Regions from separate parts of the Mus musculus genome. Here region 2 is linked to region 1. A link is a contact called in public Hi-C data. All regions are on one chromosome and are shown on one strand. The core of a region is the stretch at or near the end of the contact, and the rest is flanking DNA. Distances in the headings are between cores, read along the strand shown. Region 1 overlaps Pde11a (phosphodiesterase 11A). Region 2 overlaps Osbpl6 (oxysterol binding protein-like 6).

Region 1 (4,893 bases), core at 1,009-3,508:
AGCTCCAGGAGAGGAGGAGAAGAGGGCACATCTAGAATGATCCAACAGTTGGAGAGCCTGTGGGAGCAGTTCCGAGGGTGGTGGGCTCTGCTTCTTGACCTCACTTCTGTGTAAACCAGCTGTGCGCCCCCTTCCCTTCTACTCCTGAGCTGACTCTTGGATCCTCCTCTGCTCTGCTTTCGTCTCCACACAGTCTTCCCAGATTCCTTCAGCAGGTCTCCTGGCTTTACACGATCTCCACCCCTAATATTACACTCCCTCAAGGGTAGCTCCATATTCCAAGTCTCTGCTGCCCACAAACTTGTGCATAAGCCCAAAGTCTCCTTCGCTGTCCCCCACACCAGCAAGCCCTAAATGTTTTGCCACAGATTTGGAGGGAGTTCCTCACTTCTTATGGCCCTAATGCCATCCACCTTGTCTCTAGACTTCAATGGAGTCTTCTGGCTCCCCTCCCAGTCTTCTGTCACTGCCCATTATCCAATCTTCCCCAGCCCTTCCCTGCTTCCAAGGAGGTCATGGTGTTTGCTTTTTTTTTAAATGAATTGCAATCAGCTCAAAAGTCTCCTACTGGCTTTCTACTAGGAGCCTTAAAATTAACAGTTCCTGACTTGCCCGTAGGCCTTTCTCCCCAGTAGCCCTGGGTTCAGCTTCTTATCTTCATTGGCTTGTCTTTCATCCTCTCCTCGGATTCCTGAAGTCCCCCTATCCACCAACAACACAGGGTCTTTGCAGCTGCTGTGTCATGGTCTGGACACTCTGCACAGGTCTTCCAGTGGCTGGGCTTCTCACTTCATTCTCCTTCTATCAACTCCCTATAGACACCTTCCCATCAGCTCCAAAAAATAAATAATCTGCTTAATCAAACCTACCATAACTGTGCCTGTCCATCTCTCTCCCTTTATCTTTGTTTATAACGCTTATCACTGTCTGACATTGTGTGGTTTTTCTTTTCTTTTCTTTTCTTTTCTTTTCTTTTCTTTTCTTTTCTTTTTCTTTTTTATTATCTATTGTTTCCACTAGACTAGTAAGCTTTGTAAGGACAGACAGTATCTCATGAGAACTACACAATATGTATTTGTTCAATGAATAAGTAAACTGTGCCATCCACAAGGATGAAAGGACTGTCTTAGTACAAGAAGCTTCCCTTAAGGAATAATGGGATTACAGAAGAGGGCCATCGTCAAATATTATAATAACGTGATGGGTACCTGCACTAGAACAAGGAAGGACCGGAAGTGGGGAGAGGAAGATGCACTGGGACCTGTGAGGCAGTTGGCAGAGGGAGAGGAGTCATTGGAAACAGAGGAGAAAGGGGGTGGGGGTGGGGGTGGGGTGGAGGTAGGAGTGTGATAAGATGAAACAAACAGGCTGTTATCTGGAAGTCACAGAAACATCACTGGAATAGGAAATGAAAGGAATAGTCGAGCAAGAAATGGTTCTAAAATGAACAGGAGACCCAGGTGGAGGAAGGGCACACTACGCCCTGCTAAGGAAGACGGCTGTGTGGTCAGCAAGTATTCATATGCTTACTATCAAATAGTCACTGTCATGATGCTTTTGTAAATACACTTTAATCTATTTCATTGGCTGAGGGATTTAATCCATTTTTAACATTTTCTTATTGAGTTTGTTTCTGGGTTGTAACAATGATCTTCATATATATAAATGTAGAGTGAACCTCGATCTCTGGTTGATAATTTAAGGCTGTATGAGTCTGTGGGTACATTTTACTGTGTGAGTCTACAGTTCCTAAAGGTATATAAGATCATTGCCTCTAATGTCCCTACAAAGCAGTGCTTCTTTGATGGTCCTACATGCCTTAGATTGCTTCTTCTAGAAAACCTTAGAAAAAGAATCTGCAAGGAGTGAAATTGTGCCCCTTGAAGGAACTAAACTAAAACTGCTGCTGTTTCAAAGCTAAGAGCACAGAGGATAAATATCCGCTGCCACACAGTATAGACGTGGGTTGATTTCCTTTTTTAAAAGAAACCAGTTCTATTTCCCAGAAACAACAACAGAAAATGTGTATTTTCTTGTAACCATAACTCATGCATTGTTTAAAGGGATCTTCAGCCCTGTCGTTCCAGGCTTGCACAAACAAGAATGATCTTCAGACTAGACAATGATCATCCGCTACTTTTAAAAGATGGAGTGACTCACATAAGCCAGGAAGACAGCGAGCTTGAAGCTAGCTACTCACCCTGCTTCTTTCGTATTCTTTCCTTGAGGCAGCGAAGAGCTGAGCATTAGATATGGCGATTCCACAGAACGGAAGATACATTTGCATAACCTGGGGCACAGAAAGCATTCAGAGCATTAGAGCTTCCACTCTTAACCAAAACCCACATTTCCTGCCTTTGGGGCTTTTTCCTTTCAATCGAATGAGCCAGACGTTGAGTTGTTAACACTCTCAGCTTTAGGGGCACAGTTCTCAGAGTTAACATTAAGATGGTGTATATCAGTCTTTAACTGGGAAAGTCACAGTTTTGAAAAGTTAACGGGAGTGAAACCAAAGATTCCAAAAGCTATATAATATGTAAACCATGCCTGTCACATTTAAATCCGCCTGCCTCTGCCTCCCGAGTGCTGGGATTAAAGGCGTGCGCCACCACGCCTGGCTTTTTAGTCCAACTCTGAAAAAACGAACGATAATGAAGAGAACTGGAAAGTCCTTGGAACTTAAGGCACATATTCACATGCATACTTAGAGGTGGGAAGGACATGAGTGAATCCCTGTGTACATGCCTGTCTATAAAAGCGATCACGCTTGTCCTGCCAGCTACTAGACTTGGGCATTTCTATTAGAACAGGTCCAGTAGGAATTTAGGTTCAAGACCTAGTGGATCCGTTTGGATCAGGTAGATATGATTAGGCAAGAATGCAAACTGGGATGGCTCTGCAGCAACCTATGGAAAGGCCTGGGGCCTATGAGAGAGAATGCCTCCTCCTCCAGGGGTTAAAAATACCCAGCTGTGCTGGGCCTAACCTTGAGAAACTCTCAAAAGGAAGTCAAAATCCGAGGCTCATGCCCATCTCAGAACATCCGATTTCTGGCAGATGGGATATCCCAGTAAAAACTGAACGGACTAGTTCCCTGAACTTTTTGCAGCATAAGAGGAATAAGAGACGTTTATCTGGGACTTCTCTGAACCCCAGTAGAAATGCCATGGTTTGTATTGGTCTTTTTCTGTCTGCACAAAGGCGCCAAGACACACAGAGCAGTTCCAGAAGTGGCCACCAGGGGCAGTGTATTGCTCGCCTATGCAGATCAACCGCACAGGAACACCTGTGAGACACCTCTGGGACACCCAGAATAGGGTTGCCTGGAATAAAGGATGACTTGGGGAAAATAAAAGCTGAAGCACAATTCCTACTCCCTATCATCTGTTATCTAACTCTGTCTACCGAGCCACACTCTGGCCTAGGGATCCCTAAAGGAATTTCAGAGCTCTTAAAGCTATGAAGTCATTCTTAGAGGAGAAAAGCAACAGGAGAGAAAACTGGGAGCAAAAGGCCCTACAAGTAGCTCATTTTGCAAATCCTTCAGGATTCCATCAGTGAGTCTTCCAGTTGCCCTCCCTAAACAGACGCTGCTTCTGTTTCTCCTCTTTCCCGTTCCTTGCCCCTCTCCTTTTCATGCTTTAGTGTGTTTTCCTGTAGGCCAGTAGGGACTGGGACACATCAAGCTGCAGCTATCCCTCCAGAGCATGCCTGCCTTTGGCCAGAACTGAACCCCTTTCAATACCAACAACACACTGAGCAGGTTTCTGGGTAGTTTCCTGGTTGGGGTGGGGTGTTTTGTTTAGTTTGTACTTTTTTTTTTTTTTTTTCTGCTGTGGAGATGGTGGCTATTACATGGACTAAGGAGAGTTGGATCCAAGTCACTGTTGTGAGTTGACTATGTCAGAAACATAGGTGAGCCCACTTGTATCTTTCATGATGTTATAATTTACTGACTAACAGTAAATCCACAAGGTGAGTGGTTACCATGACTAATAATCCAATTTCCCTTGATAACCCTGAATAGAGTGAACTCGGATTCTTTTATCTCAATCTTAATTACTAATATGCCATATACCACACACTACAAATTACATTGTGTGTGCGTGTGTGTTACAGAATGACTTTGCAAAGGGTTAAAACAGCAAGGGTTTGGAGGAGTTTCAAAGAGGCCTCAGAGGCCAAAGCTGGGAAACTGATATCGACCTAAGAATCTTTGTACTGATAACAAAGGAAACTGAGCTATGGAAGAAGTCAGAAGCTTCCATAGCTACTGGTGGTAGAGGAGAATTAGCTGTTGGGCTGTAGGGATTATGTGAAGGGCAGGACCAGGTCTGGCAGACTGATGGATGGTGAGGTGGAGGGACAAGAGACTGCAGTTTGAAGAGGCCGTATCAACACTGACTGACTAAGCTGAAGCTCCCGAGACACTTGGGTGTTCTCTTGCCACCCCCTGATGGACACACTGGGTGCTCTTCTGTCAGGCTGGTGGGCCCTCATCATTTTCAGGGATGGGGTCTACCTTGTTATAGGGGTGTAGGGATGGCGCTCTTCCCTTGACCTGCTATGTCTGTTAAGTTCTTGGGCTTGGTTTTCCTGATACAATTTTAATGCAACCTGTGTGCTCACGTTCTCAATGCACCACAATAAATGTATAAGGTGGCTCCCATTTAACTCCAAGAATAAGTCACTTGTCAGTCTCTGATTCATGGTTGGTATCAGACCGTCCTATTCACAGCTCTGTCCAACTGAAGGATCATCCTACATCTTCAAGACAGAGTCAGAGACTAATTGTAAAGTGGAGTCTCTTGGGGCAAGATACTGTTTTATACAGTAAAGACAAACTGAAAACCCAGTCTTACATAATATGGATTAACTTAAAAGGCACAACCT
Region 2 (4,893 bases), core at 718-3,217, 210 kb after region 1:
AATTGTCTTCAAGTTAAACTTTACCTAAGTCAGTTACTATTTAGAACATTGTTGGTCTTCATTGACAATTACTTAATGACAGTTTTATGGTCCTTTTTATCTTGAAAGGAAGTGGGGACAGCATGTGTCCACCATACACTGTAGATGCTGAGCCTGGGCCTTGCTGTGCTCTGAGTACAAAGCTATCTGGTCAGCAGTAAAATGTGAACCAAATTCGCAATCCCTGTTGTGAGTAAACCAAGAGCATAAAACTCAGTTTCCTTAACCCACACTGGTGCTTCCATGTGCCATATCTAGAACCAGCATCCATTGTTGTATTTCACCATTAAAATTCTAATTTAAGCAAATAAAAGTTCCCTTTCTTTTTCCTTGTCTTTTGTCTTCCTCCCACGTTCTAGACATTTACATTTCCAGGCATTTGATATTTCTTTTAAAAAATTTAATCATGGGCTGGTGAGATGGCTCAGCGGATAGGAACACTTGACCGCTCTTCCGAAGGTCCTGAGTTCAAATCCCAGCAACCACATGGTGGCTCACAACCACCCATAATGAGATTTGATGCCCTCTTCTGGCACATCTGAAGACAGCTGCAGTGTACTTATGTATAATAATAAATAAATCTTTAAAAAATTTAATCGTTTGTTATTTAGAGCGTTTGTGCATATGTGCATTGCACACATGCACACATGCCATGGTGTGTGTGGTGTATAGGTCAGGGGGAACTTGTGAGAGGGTGTGAATGCCTTTGCTCCATTAATATTTCTTTTGAAGACACTTCATTTACTGCTAAGTGGTTTCTGAGTCTCTCTACCCACCCCCACCAAGGAAGTAGACTGATTTTTTTTGTCTAGGTTTGGGCTGCACCCTGAGGTTCTCTGGCTTCCAGAAATACTGAGAGTTCATCTTTTAGAAACATGTGAATAACTGCTCAAAAGATGTGGAGCACCTCAATGGAGGTGGGGGGTCTCATAAATGTAAAGACTGTATTTGAATTCCCCCAATTAAAAAAACCCTCAAACTAGTGCATTTAAAGGCTTTCTCTAGAGCTAGAAACTTTTATCTGTTCGTATTCTTCACTCCCACTTTCACGTCGCCTGTCACACGCTGGGGCATTCAGTAAGCGTTCTTCAATATATAATTATTGTTAATTGAGTTACATAAATTACTCTGTACATTGTCTGCTGTTAGAAATGCTAATTATTGCTTTGTTTTATTTGTGTTTACACTTTAGTGTTTGGAAACACAGAATTAAAGCAAAAATCTTTGGAATCCTGAAAGTTCCCTTAAACTTTAATAAAAACACATAGTGCTATAAAGCAGCATTGCGTGTCTAGCCTCAGAATTTTCACCCCTGGGCAGCTGGCAGCTATTTCTCTTTCTTCCTGTGAGAAATGTCTCCTAAAAGGTTGAGAAAAGGTTCTTTGAAGAAAATGTCTAATTATTCTTTGTGAGCTGACCAGCCGGTGGGAAATGACAAAGTTTAAGAACTCCACTTTTCAAGGCAGCAGGAAGGTTAACAAAGGTTAAATACATTTCTTTAATCTGCAGGTACTAAAACTCTAACAGCTTCTTCTTGGTGGAAAATAGGCTATTTGACACTTCTCTGCAAAATTGATGGCTTCAGTTAAATTCAAGTAGAAATCTGTTTCCTCAGACACATACAACTTTTTCAAAATTATTTGATGTGGCTGTGTGTGCGCCTGAGTGTAGGTGTGTGTACTGCATGCATGCAGAGGTCGCAGGAGGCTCCAGATCCCCTAGAAGTTACAATGGATGTGAACAGTGTGGTTGCTGGGAACTGAACCCAGGTTCTCTGCAAGAGCACTGTGTGCTCTTAACCTCGGAGCCATCTCTCCAGTCCCTTTAGATTATTTTAAAAGCTGCCTAGAAGTCATGTTATAACCTTTTCTCACTGTCGTTTGCTAGCATTGATGTGGTGACCATCTTACCAACAGGATGTTATCAATCTCATTTTGAGGGTGCCAGGGGAGTGCTGCCTAGTGGGGTTGTTCTTTGAAAATTGTTTATAGGTTTAAGGTCTGTGAACTTTCTGTAATAACTGGGTTTATTCAGAATTCCACTGAAGTGCAGCTAAAATGTCTGATCTTACCACTGTCACTGAACAGACTTTTGAGAAGTGTAGCTTAATTCGCCTTTCCGACTTAAAGATAGTTTAGAGTCCTGGTTAGTATCCTAAAGAAAATATTGGATAACAGTGTTGGGAATTGTTAGACAGCTGATTCTCGCAAAATGAGCTCAGAATGACAACTTACACGGAGAAGAGGAGCCAGCCTTCAAAATAATGCTTCCCTGGGGATAACGCTGAGACTGTTTTGTGACAAGCAGATGACCCAAGTATCTGTCACCACATTTTCTTAGGATCTCTGTTGAGTTAAGCTCCAGTTCTTCTTCCCAGCTCCATGCTCCCAGCAATAAAACTTAGACTCAAAATATATTTACAAATACCTTGGCCCTATAGCTAGGCTCTTCTCTGAACAGATATAACTTGAAATATCCCATTTAGTCTAGCCTACAATCTGTACTGGTTACCTGTGCTCAGGTACCATGCATCTGTCTGTCCGTCTTGTCACATCTTCCCGGTGAATCCCCTCCCCCGCAATGCCAGAATTCTTTCTTCTCCTGGATGTCCCACCTCTATTTTCTGCCTAAGCCACAGGCCATGGGCTTTTTAATTGACAGATGATGCACCCATACGACACACAAGCTATTCTCTCTACAAATCTCAGTGTGTAAGACTTAATATTTGTCTTTCCAGCATTGCCCAGGTTGTGTGAGGACCTCAATGCCATTTGGTTCGCCTTACTCACATTGAAATTAGGGAAATGGAAGTACAGAATGGGGTAGGTGTCCAAACTGGTGCCAAACCACCAGTTGCACTGACCAGGGCACACCTGGCTTCTAAAGGATTGTGACCTGGCTTGCGGGGCCCAGGAGGTTTGTTTTGCAGGTATATGCTGACAGAGACGGATGACATTCTTTCTATTCAGAGATGTGTGTCTGAGCTCACGGCTGGTCCCACATGTGCTGAGTTGCTGCAATACTAGTGCTTTCTCAGATGTGACATTAGCTTTAAAATCAGGTCACATAATAGGCAGATACAGGTAGAGATCCCTTTGAGAATGGCATAGCCTGAGCAGAGTGTGGATTAGAGCTATTAATCCAGCCGCTCCAGTGTGCTGCTGAAGCACCTGTGTCTGCGATTGGGAGCTTGGAGTGGAGCAAGGCATCTCCCCTCCTGACCTCTGTGCTGTTGTTATTATGTGTTTAATTTTACTCCCAGCATTGTTGCTGCTTTCCCTTTGAAACATCTGTTATCTTTTAAGGTTATTTAAAATAGAAATGGAAAACTACTTATTTATATATCTACGATTGTATTTACCATTTACAGCACCCGCCATTTCCTTTGTGCAGGTCCTTGCTTCTGTGTGGAATCGTTTCTTTTTCTGTGTAGAGAATCTAAATGCACTTGTAACACATACATGCAGTGTGGGTGGCTATAGGGATTGGGATTTTTTTTTTGGTCATTGTTTATTCACATTGTTTCTCTTCCTTTCTTTCTTCACCTTGTCTGTGTTAGAGTCGACACTTACTTTCCTGTTAGGCTGCTGGAGTCCCCCCTCCCCAACCCCTTATGGCCCACTGATGCTTTTTTCTCTTAGTTTTTCACTCTTCATAGTTTCTGTTGCTATCTCTGTCTTTTCTTCCGAGTTGCTTAAGGTATTATTAATTCCACCCAGAGACTTGGTTTTAAAAGTTTGACTATTACCAGTTTGAACTTGATATCTTCATTTTCTAGTAAGTCTTGGCCTTCTTGTAACTGTTCTAGATAAACTACCAAGCCAGGAACTCGAAACACCAAAGCTTCTGTGAAAGCAAACAAGTGAAAATTTACTACAAAGAACATATAGAGTGTTGACGACAAAGGGGCAAATGGGCAGAGTGGGCATATTTAATCCTCTTTCCATCAAAGCGCGCTGTACAGAGTTAAAAATGAAACAAAACCAGTAGATAGTGTCGTCAGTATATGTGTCCAGGTCCCTTTCAAGTCTGTAACTTGACAAATGGGAGTTACATGGGGTGGCTTATTGAAGCACTAATTTATTAACAGACATGGTGGATTTGTGGATTTCTGGAATTGTTTGGCTAATCCTCTTAAGGACATTATACCACTAAGCAGCCCCGCTATGTGTTTGATCAGTTTAATTAGAATGATCATTTGTCGTACTTCAGAAGCGTTTGGCTCTTGGTTGTTGTGGAAGGACCAAGGCAAAGAAGCATTTTTTCCAGCCATCTTTAAAGTCACAGCTCAAGTTGTTAAAATATATTTACGGTTGTGTTTATAACCTTTAGCTTCTTCAGATGCAGGAAGAATGTTGGCCAGTCAGGTTATACATCTAAGTTTTCCAATACTTTTTGGTAATTTTTCCATCACTTGGAGACTGTGTCATAGGATTTATCTTGACAAGTATCTAATAGTTGTTTTGTGTTGTGATGAATTATTTTATAGTAGATAGGGAGGAAACAAAAACCTTCTTGAGTTCTTGCATGGCTAACACCTTTTTAATCTTGTGTCAATCCAAAAGGAAAAGAGAACACGGCCCTTAATATTGTGTGGCTGGGAATCATGAATGAGTGTGTGTGAAAGTCAGTTTTATTTTATTACTCGACAGTCCTTGTTTTTACTGAACCAACAGGATAAGAAGTCAGAACACAAGACAGAGGCCATGAAAACACCTGCGGCAACTGTGATATTGTCACCCGAATTTGGTTTTCTGGTTTCTAAGATGAAAGGATAGAGAATTTGACTCCTGTTAAGTCACTCACCCAAACAGTTTAGTCTACTTGCCAAAACACTTCGATGGATGCCACTCG

The links. A called contact is a pair of places that touch in the nucleus more often than the background predicts.
Region 2: a Hi-C map of CD8 T cells shows a contact between it and region 1, with 4 times the contacts expected there. The contact joins two enhancer-like sites. A contact is called at or near these places in 1 of 484 Hi-C or Micro-C datasets (CD8 T cells), 1 of 115 datasets of contacts at active chromatin or transcription factors (embryonic stem cells) and 1 of 9 other capture datasets (liver).

The regions. Positions count from the first base shown.
Region 1 is chr2:76,213,118-76,218,010 of GRCm38.p6, forward strand. Pde11a (phosphodiesterase 11A) reads right to left here. Exons shown (of 20, transcript NM_001081033.3): 3 at 2,201-2,290. Among named protein-coding and RNA genes, the nearest start is that of Pde11a, 120 kb to the right of the region's middle. Within about 2 kb of position 2,259, at least 41 of the 459 cell types and tissues checked have an H3K27ac peak or open chromatin away from gene starts, as enhancers often do. A contact at or near this core is called in CD8 T cells, where this site is marked.
Region 2 is chr2:76,419,759-76,424,651 of GRCm38.p6, forward strand. All of the region lies in intron 1 of Osbpl6 (oxysterol binding protein-like 6), which reads left to right. It overlaps Gm52557 (a long non-coding RNA gene), which reads right to left. Exons shown (of 3, transcript XR_003954042.1): 2 at 3,788-3,885. Among named protein-coding and RNA genes, the nearest start is that of Gm52557, 9.0 kb to the right of the region's middle. Within about 2 kb of position 1,968, at least 11 of the 459 cell types and tissues checked have an H3K27ac peak or open chromatin away from gene starts, as enhancers often do. A contact at or near this core is called in CD8 T cells, where this site is marked.